Linked DNA regions of Mus musculus: region 2 is linked to region 1. Evidence: chromatin contacts called from public promoter capture Hi-C data. All regions are on one chromosome and are shown on one strand. Each heading gives the region's core, a stretch centred on a gene start, on an enhancer-like site or on the middle of the called end of the contact. The rest is flanking DNA. Distances are from core to core; before and after follow the strand shown.

Region 1 (3,799 bases), core at 437-2,936:
ACTCCACGTACTTGGGTCTGGCTGGTACTGACATTTTTATTTTATAAGTAGCTGTGGACATTTTCAGTACTCTGGCTAGTGATATAGCTTGGTGATAGAGTACTTGCTTAGCATGTGTGAGCCCTGGGTTACATCCCCTGTACTCAAAACAAACAACAACAACAACAAAACAGATAAATATAACTTGTTTTCACTGTTATAAATGTTCAACCTGAAGCTATTGCCTTCAAGTCCAAGATGTTTTATGATTGAATGTATCAAGACAGTTAGATTAATCTTCAGAATCTCATGGGCGTTCCTTACATAAGCATGTCTATGGGACCTTGTTACATGCTTTTTGAAACTCAAAGATATTTGTTTAAGCAGATGTTTTGAAAGAAATATATGAAAGAAAGGTAAAATAAAAATGTGCTTAGTTGTAGTTGCATAATATTAACATAAGTTTCCCATTTTTATGGCTGAAGCTTATATTCTCAGATATGCTTTCCTGCAGGGGACTGAAATATTCACTTTTAAAAGAAATTATTGGGGCCAGTAAGATGGCTCAGTGAATAAAAGCACTTACCACTAAGCCTGATCTAAATTTGATCTCCAGGTCCTAGCACCTACATGGTGGAAAGAGAAAACCAACTCCTTTAAATTGTCCTCCACCCTCTATGTGTACAAGGTACTTATGCACAATCAGACAGACACAGTGGCGGGGTGGGATAAATGTCATTTTAAGGGAAATAAATCCATAATTATGATATGTTAATGCAATCCTTGAGCATAAACAAGTCTTAAAATTCCTTATGGCTAATTGACACTCTACATGTACTTGTATCACTAACCTTTAATTTCTTGTCTCAGAGACACGAAAATGTTATATATAGGAGATATATGTACATGCACACACAGAGACACATATATGTATACATGTGTGTATATATAATAGGCTGGTGATACGTATCTCCAACACTGAAAACATTTATCAATAGAACAATAGTTCTCAACCTTACTAAAGCTCTGACCCTTTCGTACAGTTCCTCATGTTGTGGTGAACCCCATCTATAGAATGATTTTGTTGCTATTTTATAACTGTAATCTTGCTACTGCTATGAATTGTAATGTTAGTATCTGATATGCCGCCCCTGTAAAAGGGTCATATGACCCCCAAAGGGGTCACAACCCACAGGTTAAGAACCACTGTTATAGAATATAGAGTACTTCTAGACTTTATGTTCAAAGAATGAGTCTTGAAATAGCCTGGCAGGTGGGGGAATTTCCTTTCATTCAGGTCCGTTTAGCTGGCACACTGCCTGTCTTATGGAAGTATTTCAGGAAGAATTTCAGCTGACTTGGTCAATGATTAGCATTAATGAGGTATTTTAGAAATTATATAAGTATGTTATCTCAGAGTAGTTCTAATAATTACTTTCAAGATATTTTTAATCTAAATAAAGTTTAGTCAGTCCAGTGCCTGAGCATAGATGACAGCAGGTAAAGCAGATACATTGTCTGTTGAGCACAGTGACGTGGTTTGTATTTGTTTCCCACCTGCCGATATTTATGTCAGTGTGCAGCTATGGCTTACATTTGATTTACAAAAGATTCTTCCCAGTCAGCTGCAAGTGGAATGGTTTCGATTACTGTAACCAACAGTGGGGGAGGCAGCAGAATGATTGCTTACACTATACTAGACACTCCACTTAGCACTTTAAATGCAGTGTCAGAGCTTTCTTCTTGGGGCATCTGTTGCTATGCCACACAGGCTGTGCTTAAACTCCCAGGCTCAAGTGGCCTTCCATTCTTCTGGACTCCTGCTTCCATCCTGCATGGCCTGCTTTAATCCTAACCACTGCTCAAGACAAGAGACACTGCTCGTGCCTCTAGCTAGAGACAGACGAAGCCTTGGACACTGGGTAACTCGCTCCATGCCCAAAGCTGAACAGTGACCAAGCCAAGGGCTTTAACCAGATTCTCCTGACTTGTGCTTGCTCTTGTCTTTTCTGCTCACTTCTTTCCTTGCCTCTCCCATGCACCTTTTTTCTTCTCTTGTCTTTTGGTGCTAGGGAGAATGCAGGCCTTAGCCTGTGCTGGGCAGTACCCATCACTCCCTTGACCTCAAGGCTTCAGATCACGGATTTTTGTTTTGTTTTGTTTTGTTTCGAGACAGGGTATCTCTGTGTAGCCCTGACTGTCCTGCAGCTCACTCTGTAGACCAGGTTGTCCTCGAACTCAGAAATCCGCCTGCCTTTGCACTCCCAAGTGCTAGGATCAAAGGCGTGCACCACCATGCCCGGCAAGATGACGGATTTTTAAAATGTAGATTTTTCCACACAAAAATTAGTTACCAGTCTGAACTTGGAGACTGTCCTTATTTAGTTTTCCCAATGTTCTTTTCTGTCTGATTTATTTTTAAGAGAAATTCACAGTTGTCTCCCAACATAATTATCAAATTCCCATGAGACCAAATAAACAAAACAAAACACAAAATAAACAATGACAAAAAGCCCTGCAGATTTAATACAGCTGATCCTTATGTAAACTGATATTAAGAAAGTGCCTGGCTCAGAGCCTGTCCTATGGGAAGCCAATTGATAAATGTGCGTTCCTTTAAGACAGGGTTTCTATAGCTCAGACTAGCCTTGAACTCATAACTCTTCTGCCTTTGCTTTCTGAGTGCTGGGATAACAGGCTTGTGCCACAGTACCTGAGTTAGATGCATGTTCTTTCATTCACTGCGGCACTTACAAAATGTGTTATTTCAGAAAAGAATTGTTTTGTAACTCTTGCTAAAAAAGAAAAAGGCAGCAAGTGCTTTTGTTAAATGTCATTTTCACATCTTATTATTTTAAATTTTTCCACTTGTTTTCAATGTGTGGTAGGACACGTCTGCCACAGTGCACTTGCGGAGGTCATAGGACACCTTGCAAGAGTCAGTTCTTTCCTCTCACCATACAGAGTCCAGGAACTGAGTGCAAATTCTCAGGCTGGATAACAAATACCTTTATGCACTAAGTCACCTCACCAACCCAGCATCTTATTCTTAAGAACTAATGCAAGGCAAATTAAAATTTGGAAGGAAGGAAGGAAGGAAGGAAGGAAGGAAGGAAGGAAGGAAGGAAGAAAAGAAAAGAAAAGAAAAGAAAAGAAAAGAAAAGAAAGGAAAAGAAAGAGAGGAAAAGAGAGAGAAGGAGGAGGAGGGAGGGAGGGAGGGAGGGAAGGAAAAGACAGAATTAATACAGGAACTGCAGAGACAACTCTGTGGGCCAAGTGCTTACAAGCATGAGGCCTGGGTTCAGATCCTCAGTACCTGTGTAAAACTATATAAAAACTGATGCTTGCCCATAACCCTCACAATAGGGAGGCAGAGACAGATGGGTCCCTGGTGCCTACTGATTGGCCATTCTAGATGAAACAAGCTCTATGGTCAGTGAGACACCCTGTCTCAAAAAGTAAGATGGAGCAATAGACGAATTCACCTAGCCTCAGGCTTACACACACACACACACACACACACACACACACACACACTTTAAAAAACTAATCAGATAACTTTGGGCTTCCTCAGTTAAATTCTTTCCTTATTTACACTTACGTATTAAACAGATTTATGAATTTTGAGACAAGCATCAAGAGTCACATAAAAGAGGAAATAATGTATTATTTTTCAGTATGTTTTATAAAACATGTTAGATCCTAGTAGTGATAATGTGCATAATATTTTTTATGTACTATATCAAAGGTAGGTGGGAGAGGGATAGTTTTCTAAATGAAACAGTAAAGCCTAAGACCATAACGCAGTGTGCATCCTAGC
Region 2 (3,799 bases), core at 832-3,331, 150 kb after region 1:
TTTAGCCTTGCACGTGGACTAAGGGTTAAAAGCTACAACTTTCAGCCTCTTCTTGCTAGAAGTGAGCGAACATCTAAATTCTTCCAATAAAATCTAGAGGCAAGAAAACCAAGTGCCTGTTCTCCCCAGCATGCCTCTTGTCTCTCTAACCTGAAGACAGCCGTGAGACTTAGCCTTGCACTGTGTGCTCTGTGGCAGGGGGAGGAGGTAGGCAGTGGGGGTGGGGATGAGGGATGGGGGCGGGGTTGGACGTTCACTGTCTTCGGAGCACAGGGAGGGTATGCTGGGTCAGATCCTCCTCTTTACTTCCAGGAAGCCCTTCCCACCTTCCTCCACACTGCAGCTCCTGCACACAGGGCTGTGTCACCCTTCCATATGCCTGCCGTTTTCTGTACACCGTGTGTGTGACCCTGCTGTCATCCTAGGCCCTCAAAGTGGCTGTCATGCAGCCTCCCAGGTCTGGGTACTTTTCCATGTCTATGCACTCTTTGAAGAAAAGACTTCCATTTAATGTGGGCAAAGAAGAGTATCCATATTAGTAACAGATTGCAGGGCACTTTCCTCAGCCTGGCCCAGATGGGAGTGAGATCTGTGCCCAGGTAAGAGATAGGCCTGTAGCAGCTCAGCAGCCTTATAGGAATGGTCAAAGCCCCACAAAGGACCAGAATCTATGGCCCATTGCTCATAAGCCTAGTAGAGAGGTAGGAGGAGGGGTAGCCTGGGAACTGGATAGAGTTCATCTTTACTATAGGGTTCTCCACACTCCATCCCCCTCTTTTCCCTGGCACGCATCCATGAGGATAGCCACGGCACTAAGCCTTGTGTGGTGCGCTGTGCTAAGGGTCTCTTTAGCTTCCCAGTAGAGACAGTGCCTTCAGAACATGGGGAAAGTATACTTGATCAATCCCGTGTCAGATCCACATAGTCAGAGGGAGGGGGAAAGCATCCGGGAGGTGATAGCCAGGACGGTGGGTGGGCTGGAAGCAAACTCCAGCCACATGGGTGGAACTTAGGGATAAACTTCTTGTCCTCCAGCTTAAGGGTGAAGGTTATAGGATTTCGGTGAGGCCAGATGACCACAGTGATGTGAGGTTACGGCCCAGCTGAGCACCTGTCATGTGTCAAGTGTCAATTCAGGCATGTGTGCTACAACAGGAGACTGGCAACAGTCTCACATCCCACTTGAAGAAACAAGAAAATAAATAACCAGACTGTAGGACATTTCCAAGACCTTACTTAAACATGGGGTTTGATAATAATTGCCCAGTGACTGGAGAAGGCTGGATTTGTTCCAGACATTCAACCCCAAGACCAGATTGGGAGCAGACCACCAAGAAGGTCAGACTCAGGAATGAGGAGTCCTCCCTGCAAGAAGATCAGGGCCAAGGTATGTGCTTGGAGTAGAGCCAAGGATGCCTCGGCATGTGGGAAGAATAAGATCATGCTAGCTGGTGAGGGGCCACGGCAACTAGAATGCTATAGATCGTTGCCCTCTTGGCCATTTCTTGGGGAATACTAAAAGCCTGGCTTTGTGTCTTCCTTAACCAGGATTTCTTAGAAATAAGCCCAAAGCAGTGTGGGATAGGCAGGCTGCAGCTCTCCAGGAAGCCCATAGCTAGCTTATCCCACTAGGGAAGAAGCTGCTGCAAGCCTGATCCAACCTCTGGAAGGGAGAGGGAAGGCTGGGGACACCCCTCTCAGCCACACAACATAGCACAGGCTTGAGGCAGAAAACAACGGACAGTTCCTCTCCATGCTAGTGGCTTGACCTCCTTCAGACAGAGAAAGATCCCTGAGGAGGGGCTGAGGCCTTACTATCAAATGCTGGCTGTGTCTGGCCCAGAAGCTCAGAACCACTCACCAGGAATCAGGCCCTGGCTCATTAGGCAAACTGAAATGGGGGCAGGACAGGAGAGCCGGGATGCCAGGTGGCCTTGCAAATGATCTCCCTGAATGCAAGTGCTGATCCGTCAAATACTGACAAGTTTATTGTGAAAGGCAGGAAATGAAGCACATGCAAACTCATCTACTGTGAGCGAGGCCCAAGTCTAATGGAAACACTAGGTGGTGGGATGGAGGCTTGTGGCAGGGGTCGTTTGTCTCTCGTGACCTCTGCACAGAGCACACCAGGGGGATCTTGCTTAATGCAGTGAATCAATCTCCCTCAAGAAGCCCCTACTTGCCCATGAGAGGTGGGACTTGAGTAGTACGGAATCTCTCCTGACGATCACACTCAGGGGCTCACAGCTTTGGTGCTGTGGAAATTCCAGAGGCCTGGAGGTTAGGAGCTTCCAGACTTACTCAGATGTGCAAAGATACAGCATGTATCTCAGGCCTCTGCTTTAGAAGGGTCAGACTCTCAGGTCCCGCTCTCTAACAGGCACGCACACCTGTTCACAGCCCTGCCCAGGACTCCTGCCTTCTCTGGTGTGCATCACGTAATGGTACAGTTCACATTTCCATCCTTGGAGATGAGGTCAGGAAGTCTTAGAGACATGAGGCTTCTAATCATCTACCATGTGCATTATAACAACCTTCCTTCCTAAAACAGTGGATTATATCTTCTTTTGGGAGATAAAATTTCCATCAGATGTTTGATATTTTCCCCTAATCTATGGCCTCGGAGAGGTGATCTTTATCATCCCAGCTCCCAGGGGCCAAGACAGTAACAAAAGTATGTCTTTATCAATGAAGCCTGTCTCTTTTGAATTAGAACCGATCTGAATTGAGTTATAAAATCTCCTTTAAATCTTTCAAGAGGGAGAGTCTCGTCTTCCAGGAAAACGGACTGGGTTTTGTTTTTCCCCATCCCCTCTCACTGGATATCATAGATAAATATTGTATTTAAAACAAACATAGGAAGGCTTTGGAAGATAGAAAGAGGAAAGCCTCCCAGACAGGAATCTCACAACCTAAAAAAGACCCGTTGTGATGGGTCCTTTGAGTGTGTTGGGCTGACCTGTACTCCATGCAAATCACTTATTAAAGATCTAACCTCCATTACGACTGAATTTTGAGAAGGAACCATTGGAATGATAACTAGGATTAAATGAAGCCATAGAAGGGGCTGACAAGACTGCTCCATATCCGGAGATGCACCAGTGACACTGACACAGAGAAAAAGCCTTTTAAACACACAATGGGAAGGCAGAAGATTGCAACCAAGAGCAGGGGGAAGGAACCATCCTTCTGATGCTTTCATCCTGGACTCTGGGGTCCTATAAGTCAGAAAGTCACTCTCGAGTCACCCAGTCTGTTGGGTTTTTGTTACGGCATCTTAAATCAACCGACACAGAGAGAGTTCCCCCTTCCTTTTTTATCTAACACAGTCAACATCTGGATTAGAAGAAATGAGAAACATGAAAACACAAATGGGAACACTCACATACAAGGACAAAGTTCCTACTCAGACCTGCTTTCTCTATTCACAGCAAAATAGAGCACTCTTGGATAAGCAGGTTGTAGTGGCAACTCCCTTTGAATTCCAGCACGTGGGAGACAGATGTAGGTATTTCTCTGTGAATTTGAGGCCAGCCAGAGCTACATAATAGAGAGACCTTGTCCCCCCAAAAGTAAAGCAAACCAAACAACAAAAAGCAAAGCAAACTCACAAACACACACAGAAAAGAGAACTCTTAGATAATAGCCTTTCTACTTCAGCCACATATCAACAGGAATAATGTACAAGTACTCAACTCTCTATACACCCATAATCTATCAGTTCTGCCCCCTGCTGTCACCTCAAGGCCAGCAGAGAACCTGGTGTGCTATCACTGATCTGTACTGAGGCACCTCCACC

Evidence for each region. Capture Hi-C pulls out chosen DNA fragments and counts their contacts.
Region 2: a promoter capture Hi-C map of pancreatic islet shows a contact between it and region 1. The contact joins two enhancer-like sites. A contact is called at or near these places in 1 of 484 Hi-C or Micro-C datasets (the N1E-115 cell line), 3 of 115 datasets of contacts at active chromatin or transcription factors (bone marrow-derived dendritic cells, embryonic basal ganglia and embryonic stem cells) and 1 of 9 other capture datasets (pancreatic islet).

The regions. Positions count from the first base shown.
Region 1 is chr14:32,276,090-32,279,888 of GRCm38.p6, forward strand. All of the region lies in intron 15 of Parg (poly (ADP-ribose) glycohydrolase), which reads left to right. Among named protein-coding and RNA genes, the nearest start is that of Ogdhl, 44 kb to the right of the region's middle. Within about 2 kb of position 1,687, at least 5 of the 459 cell types and tissues checked have an H3K27ac peak or open chromatin away from gene starts, as enhancers often do. A contact at or near this core is called in pancreatic islet, where this site is marked.
Region 2 is chr14:32,427,325-32,431,123 of GRCm38.p6, forward strand. The region is part of intron 8 of Chat (choline acetyltransferase); the gene reads right to left. Among named protein-coding and RNA genes, the nearest start is that of Slc18a3, 36 kb to the right of the region's middle. Within about 2 kb of position 2,082, at least 12 of the 459 cell types and tissues checked have an H3K27ac peak or open chromatin away from gene starts, as enhancers often do. A contact at or near this core is called in pancreatic islet, where this site is marked.